Regions from separate parts of the Mus musculus genome. Here region 2 is linked to region 1. A link is a contact called in public HiChIP or PLAC-seq data. All regions are on one chromosome and are shown on one strand. The core of a region is the stretch at or near the end of the contact, and the rest is flanking DNA. Distances in the headings are between cores, read along the strand shown.

Region 1 (7,007 bases), core at 1,569-4,068:
TCTCTCTCTCTCTCTCTCTCTCTCAGATTGCACTATTCATTCATGCTTTCTTCAGAGCTTGTTGCGATACCCTGCTCCTTTCAGATCCTCTTGGCAGGTGCTGACACAGGCACTGGCCGGCAGTGATTGTGGAAGTATGAGGAAAAGAGAGGCAGCCTTCTCATCTTTCTTCAGTTCTGTGACTTGTGCTGTTCATAACTTGTGTTATGACCATACGGGGAGGACTGACATAGGCATCTGGATCTGGGGGTAGAAAGTGCAACTGTCACATCTTGTTACTGGGGCTGTGTTAGCTTTCCTTAACTATAAAGGCGTGCTTGAGGTAATGTACTCACAAGAGATCTGTTTCGGGCTGGAAATTCCAGTTTGATATCAAGAGGACTTTACTTTGCCTCATAAGGAAATATTTCATGGTGGTGTATATGGCAGGGAAAACTACTAACTTCATCACCTTTATGCAAGGAAATAAGTAGTGAATCAGAGTTTTATATTCTCTTCAACGGTACATCCCCAGTGACCCGAGGAACTTCTGCTATGTCTTTTTCTTTAAAGGTTCCATGACTTTCTGTGATGGTTGGTCTTCACTTCCGATTTTACACAACCTAGACTCACCAGGGAAGAAAACCTCAAGAGGGGTTGTCTGCATTGAGTTGCCATGTGGGCAAGCTGGTGGGGGTTGTTATAATTAAGTCAATTGATTTGGAAGACCCACACCACTGTGGACAAAACCATTCCTAAGGAAAGAGGCCATGATCTGTGTAAGAGAAGTCAAGCCGAGCTCCGGCAGGCATAATGTATCTGGTCTCTTTCTGCTCTTGGCTATGGATGAGCAATTCTAGCTCTCATCCATAAGTTTCTCAAGTTCCTCTCACCTTAACCTCCCTGCACCACGGACCACAACCTAAACCTCCTCTCCTAAAGCTGCTTTCGTCTGTGTGTTTTCTCAGCAGCAGGACTGAAGCAAGAACACCACCTCTCTCTGAGATCCGTGCTGCCTGCCTCAGGGTCAGCTTCTGTGGATATGAATGTATCCACATATCCTCAGCTACTTACAACAGTGAATAAATTGCCTATCAGCTCTTTGGGAGATCCAAATAAACCTCTTGTGTTTGTGTGCAGTTTTTTTTTTTTAAATGCCTACCAGCAGCCCTTGTTTTAAAGGCTTTGTCCCCAGAGTGACACACAGGTGAGACCTTTGAGATGTGAAACCTACTAGGAGATCTTGGTCCTTTGGGGACAAGCTCTCAAAGAGGACTGTGTGAAGCCTCGATCTCTTCCTGTTTTCTGCACGTCCTGGTTGATGAAGAAAACTCTGCTAGCCAGCTTCTCCTGATTTGGTGAGGTTCCTTGCCGGACGCACAAAGCTACTCAGTCACAGACTAGAACCACAAGGCTATGAGTCAATATCAGGGTTTTCCCTCATTTTTTTAAGTTATTGAATTGGATGCCAGCCTAGATTACACAATGAGATCCTGTCTCAGATAAACACAACAACAACAACAACAACAACAACACAGCAACAAACCCTTTAAGCCACATCTCAGCCAGCAGCGGATGTTACGAGTCTTTGTGAGCTGTTATTTTAGTAGATTTGTGCGAAGCGACACTTTCTACTGCTTTAATTTTGAGTTCTGTGCTCTACAGACTTTTATCATTTTTCTGCTTTCAGAGTCACCTGTAGATTTTCTCTGCCTGGTGGTTCTCTGTCAATTTAAGTCAATTTGGGTATTTTGGATATTATAGTATTTATTTATTGTAAAAATGTATTTTATTTTTAATTCTGTGTACTTGTGTGTAGGGGTGGGTGGGGATTGGGGTAAGTTTTTGTTTGGGTGCAAGTGGTAGTAGATCCCACAAGAGGTCAGCAGATCCCCTGGAGCTGGAGTCAGAGAGGTTGTGAGCTGCTTGATATAGGTACCCACAACTCATGTTCTCTTAAAGAGCTCACATCCCGCTGCTGAGCCCTCTCTTTGGACCAGTTGTCACACTGAATGCATTTGTTCCCATCTACTCTGCCTTTTCAAGGATCTCCCCAAGGTATCTATTTCATGACAATTTTATTCATTCCTATGACATTTGAAATAATTTAACTAAATAAAACAAATTATATCTGAAATGTTGGTATTCTCCTCTATGAAGTTTCAGTTTTCTAGTTTAAACTGTGCTGGCTAGTTTTATGTCAACTTGACACAAGCTAGAGTTATCTGAGAGGAGGAAAACTCAATCGAGAAAATGCCTCTGTAAGATCCAGCTCTAAGTCATTTTCTTTTTTCTGTGTAGCCCTGGCTGTCCTGGAACTCACTCTGTAGACCAGGCTGCCCTTGAACTCAGAAATCCACCTGCCTCTGCCTCCCAAGTGCTGGGATTAAAGGCATGTGCCACCACTGCCCAGCTTTTTAAATTTTTTAAAATAGATTTATTTCTTTTATTTATATGAGTGCACTGTAGCTCTCTTCAGACACACCAGAAAAGGGCATCAGATCCCATTACAGATGGCTGTGGGCCACCATATGGTTGCTGGGACTTGAACTCAGAATCTCTGGAAGAACATTCAGTGCTTTTAACCCCTAAGCCATCTCTCCAGCCCCAAGTCATTTTCTTAACTGGCAATTTACTGGGTGTGCAGGGGTGTGTGGGGTGGGGGTGGGTAGAGGAGGTGGAGCCTACATTGGTTGGTGCCATCGCTGGGCTGGTGATCCTGGGATTCTATAAGAAAGCAGGCTGAGCAGGCCAGTAAGCAGCACTTCTCCATGGCCTGGGCATCAGCTCCTGCCTCCTGGTTCCTGCCTTGTTTGAGTTCCTTTAGTGTTGAGCTGTGATGAGGAAATGAAAGTCAAATAAACCCTCTCCTCCCCGCCTTGCTGCTTGGTCGTGGTGTTTCATCATAGCAATAGAAATCCTAGCCAAGACGGCTGAGAAGGTCATTTCCGCTCTGGATTTACCTTCGGTCCCCCAAAGTCTCAAGTATGCAGCCTCAAGCCTAAAACCCAATCAGATAAAAACAAAAAACATCACAGCATAATGCTTTTTATAGAACCTCATGATTTTAGTGTTTCACCATGCAAAAAACTATATAGGGAAATAAAGAGTCATCAGCAGGGAAATGACGGAATAAATCATGGTAGTAATACTATGGGAAGGCTAGCTTGGAGAGATGTCTTGCGAAGTATTTGTGAATGAGAAAAGCAAGCTGTAGAAAATTGTGAATAAAACAATATATATGTATACTAATACATATTTGCGTCTATGAATGAGCACAGAGAAACGGAGAAGATCATGCAGTGGTTGAGATAGGAAGCCTAATGGGAGGGAGGAGGAGGATGGAGAGGAGGAGGGCAGGGAGGAGGAGGAGGGTGGAGAGGAGGAGGAGGAGGGTGGGGGAGGATGGGGAGGAAAGGACAGTGGTAATAACAGCAACAAGGAAATGATGAGCACAGGTTCAAAGTCTAAAAACTCTAAGCTGGTCCCAGTGTTTTCTTTCATCACTCTGGAGTTCATCGGTCATTTGTTTTCAGGTTGTGTCACCAGGAGACTAAACTCCGCTCCGCACTGAGCAGTGAGAGTGGAATGGAGCAGGAAGACCTTAGTTCTGGGCTCCCAGGTGTTGTGTGCATCACCTGCACTGTGAGTGCCAGGCATCCTCACCCACCTCCTGAGCCAGGCACTCCCAGGAGCATCTCTCTTGACATCTGGAGATGTGGTTCCATGTTGGGGTGACTGAGGGTGTGTTCCTCCTCTGTGGTCCATTCAGGCACTGCATGATGCTCTAAGCCTTGTATATAGCCAGTAGCAATCCACCCAGTAAATGTCCAGTGACATTATCAAATGCCCCTTAAGAGGACACAGTCATGAAGCACTCGTCTAGTCTGAATGGTTATTACACATTCCCCCTGAAGTGTGTTTGTCCGGTGTCCCCTTTGGACACTCCAGTCATTGCACTAGGAACTGGCCTCCGAGTTACGTCAGTGGCCTTATTCTTGATTAAGTGTGTGTCACCTTATCACTGTGTGAGAGGGAGATATGAGCTTGTTTTTCCGATCCTTATTGTACAAACAAGTTACGATGACTCATGGTGAGCTCAAGGAGTCTCGGCCTCAGGTGCTTGGGGGGGTGATTGCAATAAATCTTAATTATCTGGATTGTTTTGAGGCGCTGTTATGCAGTGAGGGAACAATGACTTTGAATTTTTTGAAAATGAGGGCAGTGCCGATTAGTTTGCTTCCCCCCACCCCCTCCAGAGCACGTATACACAGGAAAGGTTCTGCTATTTACTGCTCCTTTTAATCTCAGAGATGGGAACTTGGGCAAAACCCAAAAGCCCAGATGAAGGAATGGTCAGGAGCATAAGAACTCGTAGGTTTCTAATGCTTTGCTGAAAAGAAACCCCATGTGTTTAGATGGAGAACTCTAGAATGCCAATTAGCCTGATTGTACAATCCAGAGTAAATTCTCTCCTATGAAACACCCGATTTAAGCTGTAAAGGATACTCTTGAATTCATTTGCCTCAGTCTTACTCTGAAGTACTTGTATGGGATGAGAAGAGAGGACAGACTTTAGTTCTGGACATCATATGACATCCACAGAATCATTTGGCTGGGATTTTTGTTGTAGAGTTTGGTCTGGGATTTGACCTCATAGTCATCTGTAGGTAAGGGTCAATAGAAATCACTGGTCCTCCCACCTTCAGCAAGCCAGTGCCTACTGAGATGATTTTTTAGTGAACATAATTTACAGAAGATACACAAATAAATATATAAACAAGTAAAATGTCCTTAATGGCTGTGTGATGCTGATTGGCTGAGGCCAGTTCATAATACAAACTATGCTTACAGCAAGCAAGCAAACAAACAAACAAACATTTGCTTGTGTATTTAATAATTTTTTTCCCAAGCACTGCCTGCCAGACATTATGCTGGGATTGGCGTGATGAATAAAGGCAACTCACAGAGGTCAAGAGCTTGTGGAGCAAGGATACTGTTAGTCTACACTGTCACACATGAGCCTTCCAGGCTGTGAAGGGAGGGAGCACTGCACTGAAGTTTGTGCTTACAGTGAGGTCTAAAGATCATTAGTGGTTACTTCAGAGAGGAACGGAGCTGCTGTGGCTTGAAAGTCTGTCATAGACTCTTGTGTTTGGAGGTGTGGTCGGCAGCTTGGAGCAGGTTTCAGGCCAGATCTAGATTAATGAATGACTCAGGGTGGGTCTTGAGGTTTCTTAGCCCAGCTCACTTCCTGCCTTCTCTGTGTTTCTGGAAGACAAACTCAATGTGATCAACCAACTGCTTCCCACTCCTGCCAGCCAATGTACCTTCCTTCCCATGATGGGTACATGTCCTTGACCTAGAAGGCAAATTAATCTCCTTCTCTCACCTTAAGTTGTCAAGTATTTAATCATAATCACATGGAAAAACAACTGCTTAGGGAGGGAAAGACATTTGGAAAAGGGCACACTGTGTGTTAAGTCCTTGAGATGAGAACAGAGGGCCAGGGACAGAGAGCTGGAGGAGATGCTGTGTGGTGGGCTTGAAAGATAGCTGCAGGACAGCCCTTCCCATTTAAAATCAGTTTCCCCTGATTCTACAAGCTATGAGAAAAACAGGAAGAGTGTGAAGAGGGAGGTGACACAATCCGTGCCACTGGCACAGAAGGTGGTTGACACTGTTGTGCTTTGAAATCACGCTGGACAAAGTTCAAGAGTGAGTCTGGGAAGGGTGAGAGGGGATACTGAGAGGAGATCTTGGAGATGCTAGATTGACCTAGTCTCATGACTGTGATGCTCTGCCAGGGTGGACGTGGCATTGATGGTGGAGAAGGACGGGAAAGGAGCAGGCGCAAGAGATATGTGACATCTGACGGACAGCAGTCAAAGTGGTTGTTGGGATTGGGTTTGTTTTGCTTTATTAAGACAAGGTCTTGCTGTATACCCCCTGACTAGCCTAAAACTGTTGGCCATCCTCCTGCCTCAACATCTGGAATGCATCACCACACTCAGCTTCCAAGTTCATAGAGTTGCTGCTGTTTGGGTTTTTTTTTCCCTTTGAGACAGGGTCTTGTGTAGCCTGGGCTGGTCTTGAACTCACGGCGTAGGCATGGATGACCTTGAACTTCTGATCCTCTGGTCTCATCCCCTGGGTGCTAGGGCTGTGTATATGGTTTGTGTAGTGCTGGGGATGGAACCCGTGGCTTTGTTCATGATAGGGAGTACATTGCCAACTGAGTGCATGCCCAGCCTGCGAGTTCTTAGCATACTTTATCAGAAAGTAAGTCTGATTCATGAACTAAGACAGGTAGAAAGGGCCTACTTCCTCTATGGTAAAACCTGGGGTAGGGCTGCTTGTGTATTTCTCACCCAGGACTCTTCTCACAGTCTTACTCTCCCAACAATCATTGCATGTGATGGAGCCCAGCCCAGACTAATCCAGATCAGCCTTAGATTCTGGAGGGATTGAAGTCCAACAAGACAAAGCACAAAAGACCCACACAACAAGTGAAGACACAGAAGTGACACGGAGTCCATCCAAGGTTACCTCAGTATCACTCCAAGTCCAAGGGGACCAGGATAACCACCAGGAGTTGAAGCCACAGCAGTGGTATTTGAGTGGTTTGAAATCTCGAAGCCCAGAAGTCTGAGATGTGCTGTGGGCTAATTTCCAATGAGCACAAAAGCCTAAGAACTAGCCTACTATAGTGCATTTACCTAGAGTATGCAGGGCTCTGAGTTTAATACTCAGAAACACACATGCATGTGCACATGCACACCCAGAGAGACAGGGAGAGAGAGAGACAAAGAGAGATAGAAACAGTGTGTGTGTGTGTGTGTGTGTGTGTGTGTGTGTGTGTGTGTGTGTGTGTGTGTGTGTAATAATTAAGGAAGAGGTCATGAATTTGAGAGGGATTGGGAGAACACAAGGAGGTACTGGAAAAAGGAGATGGAGGGGTGGCAATGATCTAAATACAGAACCCATGTATAAAGTTCTAAGAAGAAATTAAAAACTACACTGAAACG
Region 2 (6,892 bases), core at 675-3,174, 83 kb after region 1:
AGGATCAATCCATCTCTGCCTTCCCCAGCGTAGAGGTAACAAACACATGATACCTCACTTGCCTTTTAATTGGGTGTTGGGTATCCATGCTAGGTTCCTTATGTTTTCTCAGCAAACACTTTACCGTTGAGCTGTCTCTCTAGCACTGGGGCGACCCATAAGACTTCTTCTTCACGCTGATAGGTAGCATATCACAGCCTCAACTGTGCCCCACCAACCCACTCACCCAGAGTCAGAGTGCTTGAGCCTGCATCTCACCAAAGCGCTGGACCTTGGTACAAGTCATCTCTCCTTGAGTTTTCTTTCTCTCTTCTAAAATTGATCTTTAATAGTAGCCTGCAGAAGAATTCTCACTGGGAATTAATGAGTTACCTCACTGTTTACAGGTCTTTAGACTGTTAAGAGAACACATGGTATAAGAGCTGCACAAGCATCAAACTGGGGCTGATACAAGAAGGCATTTACTTACTCTCCCCATCGGTCTAGGAGTCTGACTGGCAGAACAGACACAGGTATTCCATTCAGGTATTGATCATGGAGCATCATCTATATTGGGTGTAGCTGGGGGACTGCACATGTGGCCCTGGCGAGGCACCCTTCCCCTAGGTGTGCTGCAATTCAGATGCCCCTTGCACTCTTAGTGTTCAATGGCTCCATAATACAAAACTGTAGCAGTAATGGTGGGGTGCTTCTATGTAAATGCTGGGGGGGGGGGTCAACTGCAAAAGCATCTCCTGCAGGAGGACCTAACTGAGCATGCCTGAGAGACCAAGGGCTGCTGGTGCAGACAATGGCAGCCAATCAGGAACTGCTGTTTAGAAGAGATGCTTTCCTGGGACCAATGGGGGCATGGGTGGGGGGTATGAAAGGAGCTTGCAGCAGGGCTCAGTTGAGCCGTTTCTCACCTGCTCCTAGAGTCTGTGTTATACTCTATACCACCTCATCTCCAACACCTAAGGCAGGTAGGGCTGGGCGGTAAGTAGTCCAAGGCACAGGCAACACAAAACTCCTCTGCTGAAGTCAGAACCCTACGTTCTACCTTGTTCCCTTCCCACTGCCCATCTCACCTCTCACACCACCTCCTGACCTCAAAATACACCCTTGCTTCACTCAACCTGAGATAATACTCAACCCCCAACAGATCAAGAGGAAAGGACTCAGTCCTGGGCCCTTGAGACTTGTCTTTGGAGTAATTAGGAATAACAGCCCAAGAGTCTTTCTTTTTCTTTTTTCCCATGTCTTCTTCTCTCCTCTGCATCATGATTTCTGCCTCTGGCTAGATTCTGTTTGGATGACATAATATCTCCTTTTAGTTGGAATGGGTTAGAATGACAAAAGGAAGTATATATAGACATGCATAGAAAACAAGGCATGTTCTCTGTGCTTCTCTCTCTCTCTCTCTCTCTCTCTCTCTCTCTCTCTCTCTCTCTCTCTCTCGTGTGTGTGTGTCTCCTCCTGTCTTTATTCACAATGTTCCAGTTTGGCCAGCATGTTACCTCAGGATTCCTGACATTAATGAGGTACCAAGAAGTGGAGAATTGCCTGCTGAGAGACAAACTTCAGGAAAAATTGTTCCAAGCCTCTTGCTCAGCAGAACTGATAAGATTAAATTAGCCATAACCCGGTAAACAAACCGCAAGGGAAAGACCAGAAGTTTATTACTCTTTTTTATGGCATTAGTCCATGTAATTTAATTTCAGTGATCTTATGTGCTAGTCATAGTGAGCCCTGCCTCTGTGCGAACACAAACCATTGGTCTGTTTTCTTATTTGCAGTTAGTTTTTATAATTGGACTAAGGAAGACTGACAGGAAAGAGAGTCCTAAAATAGCTCTTGTCTGATCATTTCTTCCCTACAGCATCATCTCCTCTCCTTCCTTCCTTTGCCTTCTGTTGAGTCCCCACATCCTCCTATAGCCCTGAGGCTGAATCACTGCTTGGCCCTAGTCCAGGCACATATTATCATGGAGTACTTCTACCCTCTGATCACTAGCTCATCTGTTGTCCATCATTTGAGATAATGTGCCAAAACGGGACAGTAAACCTTTGATAATGTGCTTGTTTGCCTAGTGATAAGAAGTCACGTTATCCCTCATCCACAGATATATGCGCATCTGTGAGCAGCAGAGGGGCTCATATTCAGGGGCTAACTCTGCCATCTGTGTGGTGAGAGGGAGCTGCCACCGCTTGATCTGTTCATCTGTAATGAGGGAGTCTTAGAAGCTTCACTCACCACAGTGAACTGTTGTAGGAGTTAAAGGGAGGCGTCTACAAAGCATGCTGGGAACTGAAAAGGCCTTTCTGTAGAATGAAGCAACATTTTCAAAACTTACGATTTAAGCCACATTTCACTCTTGGGCAGATGGTAAGTTCTGCATTCGTGTCCACTGGTCTGGCCCTTGGTTTGGGCATCTTTCTTCTGCTTACTGAAGGCAATCATGATTGACCCCCCCCCACACACACACACACACATAATTCTGTAATTACTTCAGACCAAATGAAAAGGTTACCAGAAGCCACTAAGATCTACATTAACATTCAGTGTCAAGGTTGACGCTCTTCCAAGCCTACCAAGGTATGGCTGGGGCTTGGATTTTATCTCTAGCCAAGATATCTTTGCCACCATGGCAATAAGACTCTCTAGCATTATTTATTTTTTTTAAAGTTTCCTCTTAGGATTTGCCTTTTTGAAAGCAAAAATTGGTACACATGCACATTGGGCCCCAAAGATTGGCTAAAACCAACAGTAATCTTATTTATTTGCCTAACATTGGCAGAGAGAGGGAATAGAGCTGTCTTTCCCATATATTTTGGCTATCTTTGGTAATCACTGAAATTCAAGAGTAGATGATGTCAGGGTCCTTTTGCCTATGGAAATATCTATGCCAATAAGACTGCAAATCTCTTTTTAATTATTTGCTTTAATTATGTGAATGTATGTATGTCCCTGTAGAGAATGTCCACCGTGAGGGCTGGTGCTCGAGGGCCAGAAGAGCTAAAGTGATGGGCAGTTGTGAGCTACCAACTGCAGGGAACTTGATTCAGGTCCTCTGGAGGAACAATACACACTTTTAACTCTCCCCAGCCCTTAAAGCTTTCTAACTTGTAATCTTATCAGTTACTGTCTGCATTGCATCTTTCTAAATCCCTCTGCTCTAATTTTGAAAATGTGTATCTGTAAACAAAACACAGGTGTTTTTCAAGTTGAATCTAAATTTTCGCATTTTATCAGTGATATTTAATCCACTTATAATTAATACAATTACTCACTTTTAAGAGTATATAAATATTGCATTATGAGTTTTCTTTCCTTTCTTATCTTTTAGAAAAAAAAAAACATTTGAGAACTAGGAAGTCAGCTCAGTGAGTATAGTACTTGCTGTGCAAGCACAAAGAAGTGATCTCTGATCCCCAGCACCCACGTACAAAGTGGGTTTCATGGTGGTGTACCTGTAACCCAGTAGTGAATGGACAAAGAAAGGAGGCTCCTGGGAGGTCACTGTCTAGCCAGTGTAATGAGACTGCTGAGTCCGAAGGTCAGAGAGAGGCTCTCTAACATAAGGTCGAAAGGAATAGCAGAAGATGCTCTGGGTCAAACTCTTATCTACACACACATGCATGTATGCACTCACATACACACAGACACACACACACACATACACATGTACATGCACACACACATACTTACACTCACACACATACAAAGACAATGAGATAGTCACCAATTTTATTTTAAAACTATCAATTCTCCATTGTAATAGATGATTAACAAACATGTGGACAGGAATCATCATGGAGAAGACTTTCCAAGGAAAAAAACAGGAGAGAAAAATAGAACTACAACGTCTTCTTCCTCCAGAGATATATTGGTAGATGGCATACCCACTAACCTTGATTAAAATTCTTTAACATAAATCAGACAGCAAACACACTGTTACTATAATTAAAACAGCATTAAAGAGTTGGCATTAAGTTTAAGAAGCCATTTCAAGATATATTGGCATAAATTCATAAAATGCTTACACAGCATAAGAAATGCACTTTAATGCTACCAAACTATACATTTAAATAGAGCAAAATGCTAAGTTTCATGTTATGAATATTTTACCATAATAAAAATGTTCACAGAAAGAAAGCAGAGGAGACACAGGAGATCAAAACTACCACAGAGCAATTATGAACTGAATGATAGACATTCTCTGGTTACTGATGAGGTAGCAGAGTAACATAGTTGCTACTGTCTGTATAATCAACTATGGAAAAATTACAGATGTCCAAAGGAAGCAAGGCTCTTGGGAAACATTACACAAAATGAGAAAACTCTGGGGAGAAAGAAAGAATATCCACAGTTGTGTGTGGAGAGAGGTTGGTGCCACAGGCAGCCAGTGTAGCAGCTGTTAAAAGCAGGTTTTGAGGGGCTTTTAAATCCTCCTCTTGCCCCTGATAATCACTGCATACCTCAGGGCCAAAAGTATGGCAGTCCTAGCGCCTGCCAAGCTACTATCAGGAGAGGATCAAAGCCCTCCTGAGTGAGATGAGAAATGGATAATGATGGACTTTAGCATGCACCCCACACCTCCCTTCTCCAGCCACCAGCTACATGAATTACAAAATCACTTTGTGAAGGATGGGCCATAAACCCAGGTACAGAGGATTTGTTTGGGATTTGTTTGGTTGTGTGGAAGCAAAATGAACTATGATAATGAATTGCTAACATCAAAACACTCCAAGCTGGATAACAATAGTCCCTCTCTTTCCATTGTCAAAGACAAAGAAATGTACCAGAACTCAACCCTCAGCCCTTTTCTGAACCATGATGCCTGATTATGTAGGTGATGTACTGTGGGAAACAGGAGCTTATGGACAGATATATGCATCTAAAGCAATCATCTCCTGCAAAACCAAAGAGGAGCAACTCCTAAACTGAGGTAGACACATCAGAAATACAAAGTAAACAAAATTAAAAAAAAAAAAAACCTCTAAAGTAGAATGCTAGTGTTATAAAATAGGAACAAGAAGTCATAACAAAAGCAAAAAAGCAATAGGAAGTATAAAATGTGTGTAACCAATATGTAGAATCAGAGTAGATTCCAGCAACAGAGAAAGAATGTATACATGAAGTATCATTCATTCATGAAGAAAATATAACTATATCATTTGCAGAAAAATAGATGGAGATCGTGTAAATTAAAAGAAGCCAAACTCAGAAAGATAAAGGTCTTTTCACATCAGAATAAACCTAAATAAAAATAAAATTTTGAATCTGACACAAAAGTATCTGGGACATGAGCAGGAACCAGCAGGAGGGGAAATGAGAGCATAGCACATAAAGATTGAGTATGAATAAAACCCAGTAACACACTTGGATAGGGATTCGAGGTAGGGCCAATATTCTATATACCACATATTTTTCAAAAGTTTAAGTTCAGTGGGAAAAAGGATTCTAACTGGTGGCATAAGCAAGAGAATTGATAATGGTTTGGGTTTAGATATTTGAGTATTCAAATTGAAATTCTCTAAGAAAGAAACGAGAAAAAGCTAGGTTGGAGTTGAGGATGTAGCTCAGAGAGAGAACACTTGCCTAGCATGTGGGAGTTGATCCTGGGGGTGGGGGTGGGGGTGGAAACCAAAAAACTACAAAACATAGGAAAAGATAGTCAGCATGAAGGAGATTTAAGTGAAAGTGAGACAAGCTGCAAGTCTCCTAGTGTTTCCCTTTGCATTGAATGTACTTGAATCTGCAGTTAGGTTCTTCCTACTAGATCAGAAACTCCAGTGCCAGGATACTCAACCAACCACCCCATAAGTGTTCTAATGAAGGATTTGTGTCACCAGAAGACCCATTAGAATATCATTTACATTGTACATTTTACAGCCCTCCATTGGCTCTTCTAAAAAAGAGATCTGGTCTACCACAATGGAGGAGGGGGGGGTCACCTTACTTTACTCCAGTGCACATGCCACCAAATGTCATACATATTCATTACAATTTAACTCCTTGCTAAAGTAAAATACTACCCCCCCTTTCTCTCTCTCCATGTCTCCCTCCTCCTCTCTCTGTCTCCCCACCCTCCCTTTCTGGAATATATATCCAATTTGCTTTGCAAAATAGTTTTGAAGTGTGTCTTTTGGCTGCATTCTCCAAGATGCCAAGAAATGAGGAGAAAACTTTACTAGGAGCAGATGTGTCAATAGGCTGATAATTTCTCAGAATTATTGAATGATGATTAAAACCTCAGATGGACAAGGCTTTTTGTATGCCTAAGTATGCTACAGTAAAACTAAGACTATCAGAGATAAAGACACTATTCAAAACATTTCCAAGAAGAGGAGAAAAAATAACCCACAGTGGAAAAATAATAAAATTTATGTCATATAACTTGCCAGAAATGTGGACTCAAGAAGTGGAATTTTTAAGGAAAATACCCACATTCTTAAATTTAATATTCAGTGGAACTATCCTTAAATATGAGGATTAGTAAAAATATTCCAAAGCATATGGACTTCAGGATATATCAGCCTGAAAGAAATTTCTGGAGAAAATATGAAATAAAGATTAAAAGATGTCTTATAGGAATGCAAAAAGAGATAGAAGAATTAGGTAAATAGTTCACTTAAGAGCCGGAATTAATCAAGAGACAAAGAAAAGGATGTTACAGCCATATTCCAGACTAGCATGGTGTTGGGTGCAGGTTTGCTCTGTGTGTGTGTGTGTGTGTGTGTGTGTGTGTCTGCTCTCTGTCTGTCTGTCTGTCTTTGTGGGTGGGTGCATCTCTCTCTCTCTCTCTCTCTCTCTCTCTCTCTCTCTCTGTGTGCATACGTATTCTTTAATATTTTGAGATATGCTTTATCTATTCTGATCCTTCAGGGTTCATCATGACAGAATGTTACAC

What was found. HiChIP or PLAC-seq counts read pairs in DNA pulled down with a chosen protein or histone mark.
Region 2: a contact with region 1 is called in an H3K4me3 HiChIP or PLAC-seq map of bone marrow-derived macrophages, with 2.3 times the contacts expected there. The contact joins two enhancer-like sites. A contact is called at or near these places in 13 of 484 Hi-C or Micro-C datasets (3T3-L1-derived adipocytes, the AML12 cell line, the C2C12 cell line and 9 more), 4 of 115 datasets of contacts at active chromatin or transcription factors (T-cell acute lymphoblastic leukemia, bone marrow-derived macrophages, heart atrium and 1 more) and 1 of 9 other capture datasets (embryonic tail).

What each region holds. Positions count from the first base shown.
Region 1 is chr1:184,272,048-184,279,054 of GRCm38.p6, forward strand. No RefSeq gene overlaps it. Among named protein-coding and RNA genes, the nearest start is that of Gm34177, 54 kb to the right of the region's middle. Within about 2 kb of position 2,819, at least 27 of the 459 cell types and tissues checked have an H3K27ac peak or open chromatin away from gene starts, as enhancers often do. A contact at or near this core is called in the N1E-115 cell line and bone marrow-derived macrophages, where this site is marked.
Region 2 is chr1:184,356,202-184,363,093 of GRCm38.p6, forward strand. No RefSeq gene overlaps it. Among named protein-coding and RNA genes, the nearest start is that of Gm34177, 30 kb to the left of the region's middle. Within about 2 kb of position 1,925, at least 11 of the 459 cell types and tissues checked have an H3K27ac peak or open chromatin away from gene starts, as enhancers often do. A contact at or near this core is called in the N1E-115 cell line and bone marrow-derived macrophages, where this site is marked.